3 separate regions of the Gossypium hirsutum genome follow, and regions 1 and 2 are each linked to region 3. A link is a contact called in public Hi-C data. All regions are on one chromosome and are shown on one strand. The core of a region is the stretch at or near the end of the contact, and the rest is flanking DNA. Distances in the headings are between cores, read along the strand shown. Region 1 holds the start of LOC107888729 (protein TPLATE). Region 2 holds the start of LOC107888850 (ankyrin-3). Region 3 holds the start of LOC107888701 (glyceraldehyde-3-phosphate dehydrogenase 2, cytosolic).

Region 1 (2,705 bases), core at 41-2,540, 750 kb after region 3:
TTGAGTATAGCTAGAAAGCTCTTTATAATTAGTTCAAAACACTTTCTTATTTTGTTTATTTGCAACATAAGACTAAGGTTTGGAAGTTCTCTTTTTCTTTTGTTGTTGTTTGTTTCTTAGGAAAAGTAAAAGAGAAAAATGAAGATAGTTTTGACTTGTTTATTTGGCTTGTCCAAAATAACCCATGTTCTAATTTCTTAGGTAATTATATCACTCTTTTTCTTTTCTTTAATTTGATTTTCTCTTAAAATTTTTCAAAAAGAACACACAAAGAAGAAAATAAAAGAAAAAACTTAAAAATTACTTTATAAAAATCTTAAAATCTTCCCTTGGGTACCCTCAAAATCATCTTTCCATTATTAATTTCAACACGCATCTAGTAACAATAACATAATTGCTATGGAAAAAAAAAGACGAAATATTTTTGGGAAATCATTGTTTTCATCAATAAAGTTGAACACCCAACAAAACTAGATTTGTTAATAAACTAAACACGCACGATGAAACAGAACACAATCAAATCCTAGAAATTTAAAAATTAAGAAGAAAAAATAAATTTTCTTAAAAAAAAAAAGTAAAGAAAAACTTACCATACTAAGATTAGATCTTGAAGAAATTGCAAAGGATCTCTGAAAAGCACGTAGCTGAATCTGAGCACAAATCAAGCGTGCACAAATAAACACTATGAGCATAATACTCACGGTAAAACCTATAAGTCAACAAACAAGTCAAAACTATCCTCATTTTCCTTTGATACTTTTCCGAGGAAACAAACAACAAAAAGGAAAAAGAGAACTTACCAACTTTAGTATTATGTTGCAAATGAACAAGAAAAAAGTATTTTAGACTAATTACAAAGAAGGTACTAACTTTAGTTAAAAGTAAAAAAAAATGATATTTCAACATCCGTTAGTGGATTAACAAAAATTTTAACGATAGTGTCTAATTCGAGCAATTATCTTATTCAGAGTGACTAAATTGACAAAAAAATAAAATGATCAAAATAAAAATGACACTATTTTAGAGTGACCTACTGTATAATTTGCCCCAAAAATATTATATGCCATGAAATTTAAACATTTAACCCCTTAAATTTATATTAAAATTTGTTCAATTTAATAAAATACATATTTCTATTAAATGTATAACATTATTTAATATTTAAAAACTTTTTACAACCAATAACCAAAGTCCAAACCAACAAACATAGGCCGAACCGAAAACCGATGCAAGTTCATATACAGACCCGGCCCAATTTGGTTCAACCACAATGCCAAGCTGGTCCGGAGCTAACATTTTCATTTTGATAACTGCTTTCTTGCACCTCTTCGTTGTATCAGATCAGATCTTCAAATTGACTAGTTCGAACTTCATCCCGATGTTCCATTGAGAAACCCAAATAATTTTTTTGTTAATGGATATTCTTTTTGCTCAAATCCAAGCGGATCTCCGCTCAAACGATGCTCTCCGCCAGTCCAGCGCTCTTCTCTCCGCCCTCCAACAATCCGCCGCCGGTCGCGACATTTCCATAATTGCCAAATCCGCCGTTGAAGAAATCGTCGCCGCCCCTGCCTCCGCCGTCTGCAAAAAGCTTGCCTTCGACCTCATCCGATCCACTCGTTTAACCGCCGACCTTTGGGATTCTGTCTCTACCGGCATCCGTAACGACTTCCACTTCCCCGATCCCGATGTCGTTGCTGCTGCAGTCTCCATCCTCGCTGCCATCCCTTCTTATTCCCTCGCCAAACTTATCACCGATTCCAATGCCGAGATCTCTGCTTGTTTCGATTCCCCTTCCGATAACCTCCGGTTCTCCATCACCGAGACTCTAGGATGTGTTCTCGCTAGAGACGATCTCGTAACGTTGTGTGAAAACAATGTTAATCTTCTCGATAAGGTATCAGCTTGGTGGGCTCGGATTGGGCAGAATATGTTGGACAAGTCCGACACGGTTTCAAAGGTAGCATTTGAATCCGTGGGGAGATTATTTCAGGAATTGGATTCAAAAAGGATGAGCAGATTAGCTGGTGATAAGCTTGTTGATAGTGAAAATTCTTTGGCTATAAGGTCAAATTGGGTTTCTTCAATGGTTGATTTCGTTTGGAAAAAACGCAGCACTTTAATGGCAAGGTCATTGATTTTACCGGTTGAGAGTTTTCGAGCAACTGTTTTTCCTTTAGTTTATGCAGTTAAGGCAGTGGCTTCGGGGGGATTGGAAGTTATAAGGAAGATTTCAAAGGGTTCTAAAGTGAATGGGACTGTGGTGGATTCCAATGCGGAGAAATTAGTTGGTGTGTCGGATTTAGTCACTCATTTGGCTCCATTTCTGGCATCTTCGCTGGAACCTGCGTTGATTTTTGACGTCGGGATTAATATGTTGTATTTGGCTGATGTGCCTGGAGGGAAGCCTGAGTGGGCTTCACAGTCAATAATTGCTATTTTGACACTTTGGGATAGACAGGAGTTTGCTTCTGCGAGAGAAAGTATTGTTCGAGCTGTTGTTACTAATCTTCATTTGCTTGATCTTCATATGCAGGTGTGTTTTTTTTTTTTTTTATAATTCTTTTGCATAAATTAAATTTGGTTTTCTTAGTGTGTAAGAGATAGGTCTGAATCACTGATATAGCGAGTTTATGAAATTTTACTGGTGAGAGCGTTTCAAGGTTAGCTGTCACACTGGGAAAGATAGAATAATGAAATATATA
Region 2 (2,700 bases), core at 29-2,528, 830 kb after region 3:
AATCTTTGAACATATGGAAATATTTTGAAGTAAAAAAGAATATTAGTTTCCGAAGATTATGCTAGGAGAACATGAAAGATGCAACCCTTAAATTCATAAACAATAAATTTGAAAACTTAAAAAAAAAACATAATAATATAATTATATCAACGAATCTAGGTAATTAGAGAACGCAAATTACGTGCAATCTTAAATTTAAAATACTTTTAGCACTTCGAAAAATTAGGAAATCACCAAAATACTCGGCTGAAATTTGAATTTAAAAAAGTCATTTTCAAAGTGAGCATATGTATACTACGCAACTTTGTTCTTTTCTCAGTAGCCAAACAGAGTATTAAAGAAAGCGCCAGTGAAACGCTTCAAAACCAAGAAATGAATGGTTAAAATTTAAAAATCATTTTGACTTTTACTAAATTCTATCAAGTGGCTTTAAAAACGGAGACCTGAAAAGCAACGATCTGACTCTGTTGGCCTAAAACGCTGGTTTTTAGTGACCACTTACTGATTTCCAAAACATTCAAAATTTAAGCAAAAATGGGGGGAACCCCTCAAAAATCATTAAAATGATTCTTAAAAATCAGTACAAACAACTCAAATTTAATTTTGAAAAGCGAAATGCAGAGGAGATTAAAACGCTTACGAAACACACAAAAATAAAATTAGATAAAAGATTTCAACTGATAACCAAAATGAAGAAAAACCGCTGTAAAACGCAACGTGAATGGAACAGTTTGAGTCACAAACCGATCAAAACGATAAATAAAACAGGAAAAAAAAAAGGATATTTTTTTATTGCATTACCAATAGTTTCTTTACGAGAGAGACATTTCCAACATGAACAGCGAGGAAAAGAGCGGTGACGTCAGTCTTAAACTCCTCATATTCGACGCGGACCTCACTCGCCGATTCTTCTCTCAAAACGACTTCTGTCTTCCTGGTTTTCAAGCAGACAGCGCAGACGAAGTTGACGTCGACGAAGGGATCGGCGATGCATTCGAGAGCTGACCTCAGATCGCCGGTTAAAGAAGCTTCGAGCAGACGCTGAGAAACTTCGGCCTCGTAATCAACGGGAACCACCTGTCTGCTGCCGGAAAACACCGTCATTGTTAAGTCGCGGCGGTTTCTTCAAGGTAGCACACAAAAGTCGATGTAAATACAGGAGAGAGATGGCATGCGAAAGATGCGCGTGGCTCGAGAGAGAAGAAGGAGAAGAAGCAGCAGCAGCTCCCTTGGAATTAAAACAAAAATAAAAATAAAAGTTGAAAGAAGTGAGCGCCACAGAGTGGAGGACATACAAGGTGGCTTATTTATTACAATACGATTTTTTACCCTTTTTACCACGGTTATATCCACGATAAAATTATGGTTATAAAACATAATTATTTATCTTTTAAAATCAACATTATGATTTTGACTGTTTTTAATTTAAAAAAATTTCACAGCATCAATGATTTTCTTTTTAAATCACATTAAGTATAATACAAGGACTAAGACCACAATTTTACCTAAATTTAAGAGGAAACTGTGAGGTGGGCCCATGATTTGTATACTGTTGGCCTAAGAATATCCGGTAATTAAATCATGTATTCGAGATCTCAAATCAGGACCGTTGATAAGAAATATTTTATATCTGGGCAGTCCTGATTTGGTATAAATTGGACATGAAAAATGTGAAAAATATTGAAACATCCCCCTAGGATTTTAATTAATTCCAGCTATAAAACGCACAAATGAAGAAAAACGTAGATATATTTAAGCACTTTGATTACCAAAACAAAATTGTGCTTGAATGACGGGCTACGAATCCCTCCTATTTATTACAGTCCTTCAAATTACGCACTGTAATTCTAAATCATTTACCCTTCCTTTTACCTTTAAAATATTTAAATTTAGTTCAATAATATTTGAATCTGTATCACATATTGTAAAACAAAATAAATAAATTAATCATTGCCTTAGAAGCAATTCCGCCTTAATCGATGTAATCATGTAGAGGAAGTCACCCCCAAATGTCAATACAGTACTTCAGTATTCGTACACGCGAATAAAGAATGTGGAACACAATTGGCATTACTCTTCTCAAGAGTATTCAAAAAGTAAAACTAAAGTTGAAAACTTGGTCGGAAATTTGACCTAAAAAGTTTTCTGAACAGAAAACAAGCGAGCTAAATAATGTAGAGAAAATATTATTGTTTGCTTGCTGTTGTGTAAAATGAGAAGAATGACATGTTATTTATACTGTTTTCGGAAAGGTTAAAAATGATAAAATAGTAGTGTCAATTTTCAAAAATAGAAGATGATTTTCCTCAACCTGAAAATAATAAATATTTATGATAAAAAGATTAAAATTTTTATTCAAAAATATGACATGTGTTTACATGTACATAAGCTGAACAACAACCAACTACTTAGGGTGGGTTTAGTTAAAATAAGTATAAAACATAAAAACAATAAATTTATAATAGCCTAATGCAAATAATATATGATATTATTTATTAAGTTCGATTAATCCAGTTAATTAATTGATTTCGAACAGAATTAATCGTTAACCGAAATTCTAAAAATCTTTTAATCGTCTCTAACCGAATTAGATCAATTCGGTGATTAATTCAGTTTTAATTAAAATTTGAAGATCTTTGGACAAAACTAATAAAAAAAAAAGTTAAAAATAGTCATATACAGTCAATAATAACTCTAGAA
Region 3 (2,700 bases), core at 146-2,645:
ATCAATATAATATTATTTTTTTTATATTATTATTGTTATTAGCACGTATATTATTATTATTAGTGTATCATTGTTATTTTCTATTTTATTATTACTTTTATACTATTGTTTCTATTTTTATTATTTTCATTTTTCTATTTTATTATTACTTTTATACTATTGTTTCTATTATTATTATTTTCATTACTTCCGTTATTATTATCATTATTTTCTATTATCATTAATATGTCGTTTGTTTATTATTATTTTATTATTATTATTATTAACACTATTATCATCATTATATTTATTTTTTTTAATATCATTTCCATTATTTTTTAAATTATTATTACTATTATTTTTATTATCCGTCCTATTTTTAAACTATTTCATTCAATATTTTGTTGTACGTGTGTTTATTTTCCCCCTCCCGAATTAAATTAAATTTTTATTCGAATTTTCTTTGTTATTCTATCTTTTATCTCTATATTATTTTATTTATTATTATTTTTGTCTAGATTTTTCAAGTAAAGGCAATATTCGATACTTGGAAATTCAAGAAATCGTGTCCTAACGTACTAGGTTTCAGTTTTTCGTTTGATCTAAGTAACCGATTATCCTTTTAAAATAAAATACATGAGTTTTAAATAACATAAAGGCAATATTCCGTATTTAAAAATTCGAGTAGTCGTGCCCTAACATACTGGGTTTCGATTTTCCGTTTGATCTAAATATCCAAATATCCTTTTTAAAATTTAAATACATGTGTTTTAAATGAAATAGAAGGCAAGCTCATAATCGAGGGTCGATGTGTTGTGTCCTAACGTACTGGATATAACATTTTATCTTAAGATGAAACGGTCATTGGCATACGTTTTAATTCATCCAAATACTTCAAAAAAACATTAACACTAAGAGGAATCATATTTTAAACTCTTGTCAAATTTTTAATTTTCAACATTAAGACACTGAATAATCAATTAGGTACTAAATTTGGGCGTGACAAGAGTGATAACCCTTCCTCGCACGTAATCGACTCCCAAACCTGTTTTTCCAATTTTCGCAGACCAAAATTGTTGTTTTGATAAATCAATCTGTTTATTGAAAAACGACCACGTTTTGAGGTGACCCGATCACACTCCATCAAAAAGGATCGGTGGCAACTTTAAAATTTCGTTTTAAACAGTCGATTCCCGTTTTTTAAAAAAATAATTTCGACAGCTTAGAAACTCTAAACTTTCATTTTAAAAAGTCGATTCCTATTTTTCAAAAACAGATTAGTCCTAGAAGATATAATCAGACGTGACGAACTTGACTGATAGACTTAAGAAGAAAAGAAGATCATTAATTCATTTATGGATTTATTCATTCTGCACTGTACTCTTTGATTTTACGTTTTTACCCTTGCTTCTTCTTCTTCTCATCATCATCCAAGTGACACGTGAGCTACGACCCCACTTTCCTCGTGAGAATCTCCGTCATTTGCCCTTTTCTATCATTCTGTCACCAACACTTCCTCTCGTATATAAACAACCCTCCTTTTTACTCATTTTTTCCTCTCAATTCTCACTTCCTTTACTTCCGTTCTTTTGCCGTCGTATTTTTTTTCAGAGATTTGTTTTTTTTCGCTTCTTTCGATATGGGGAAGATCAAGATCGGAATCAACGGTACTATTATTATTATTATTGATTTTGTTTTTAAATTATGGATCTGATTTTCTTTTTCTGTTTGGTGAAGGATTTGGAAGGATCGGGCGTTTGGTTGCCAGAGTTGCTCTCCAAAGTGAAGATGTTGAGCTCGTTGCTGTTAACGATCCTTTCATCACCACCGATTACATGGTTCGTACACTGTATTTTCCTTCCTATTTCTCACTTATTTACTAGGTTTTGGCATTAGTCTCCGTGCATGTTTGTATTATATTGGTTTTAGTTTTAAGAAAGCTGATCTGATCTTCTCTGCTCTGAGATGAGTGATGATTTGAATTTTTTTCTTTCTTTCTTTCTTGTGATATGATTCTTGAACTTTTAGTGTTACCTAACAGAGCATGATGAAATAGTTTAAATTTCAACTGGTAAACTGATGTATTTCTTGTTCGATCTTTAAGAGATTTATTATAAACTTACTGGTTCTGCTTAGGTTTTTTTTAGTGAGCGAATCTTGTGTCTAATTTGAAAAGAAAGGATGAAAAATGAAGAACCGTTTTAATCAGTTTTTTTAACGATTTAATTATTGATGTGATTTGATAATTGTATTTGTACAGACCTACATGTTTAAGTATGACAGTGTTCACGGTCAATGGAAGCACCATGAGCTTAAGGTGAAGGACTCAAAAACCCTTCTCTTTGGTGAAAAGCCTGTCACTGTTTTCGGCATCAGGTGATATCATGTGTTTCTTTTTCAAAATGGGTTGTTGTAATTGACTTGAGGAACATGGTGAGTTTTCCATTTAGGAGCTATTTTTTTTATTGGCTTTTGATTTATGCCAGAAACCCTGAAGAAATCCCTTGGGGTGAGACTGGAGCTGATTATGTCGTTGAGTCTACTGGTGTTTTCACTGACAAGGACAAAGCTGCTGCCCATTTGAAGGTTTGTGATAATAATTTGATCCTATGCTTTTTTGGAGTTAAGGCCCCCAAAAGTTGTGTTTGGAACTTGATTTTCTTCTTCTTATCTTCGTGTATGGTATTCTCATCTGATCTATGCTTTTTCACTTTTTAGGGT

Evidence for each region. Hi-C and Micro-C count contacts between places; a contact is called where the count stands out from the background.
Region 1: a Hi-C map of leaf shows a contact between it and region 3, with 2.2 times the contacts expected there. The contact joins the promoter of LOC107888729 here to the promoter of LOC107888701 in region 3. A contact is called at or near these places in 5 of 34 Hi-C or Micro-C datasets (all in leaf).
Region 2: a Hi-C map of leaf shows a contact between it and region 3, with 1.7 times the contacts expected there. The contact joins the promoter of LOC107888850 here to the promoter of LOC107888701 in region 3. A contact is called at or near these places in 2 of 34 Hi-C or Micro-C datasets (leaf and seedling).

Annotation. Positions count from the first base shown.
Region 1 is chrA09:15,800,304-15,803,008 of Gossypium_hirsutum_v2.1, forward strand. LOC107888729 (protein TPLATE) reads left to right here and starts at 1,291. Exons shown (of 7, transcript XM_041077806.1): 1 at 1,291-2,536. The coding sequence starts at 1,415.
Region 2 is chrA09:15,878,879-15,881,578 of Gossypium_hirsutum_v2.1, forward strand. LOC107888850 (ankyrin-3) reads right to left here and starts at 1,279. Exons shown (of 4, transcript XM_016813098.2): 1 at 802-1,279. The coding sequence starts at 1,104.
Region 3 is chrA09:15,053,058-15,055,757 of Gossypium_hirsutum_v2.1, forward strand. It overlaps LOC107888701 (glyceraldehyde-3-phosphate dehydrogenase 2, cytosolic), which reads left to right and starts at 1,396. Exons shown (of 11, transcript XM_016812878.2): 1 at 1,396-1,646; 2 at 1,717-1,817; 3 at 2,240-2,355; 4 at 2,466-2,565; 5 at 2,698-2,700. The coding sequence starts at 1,619.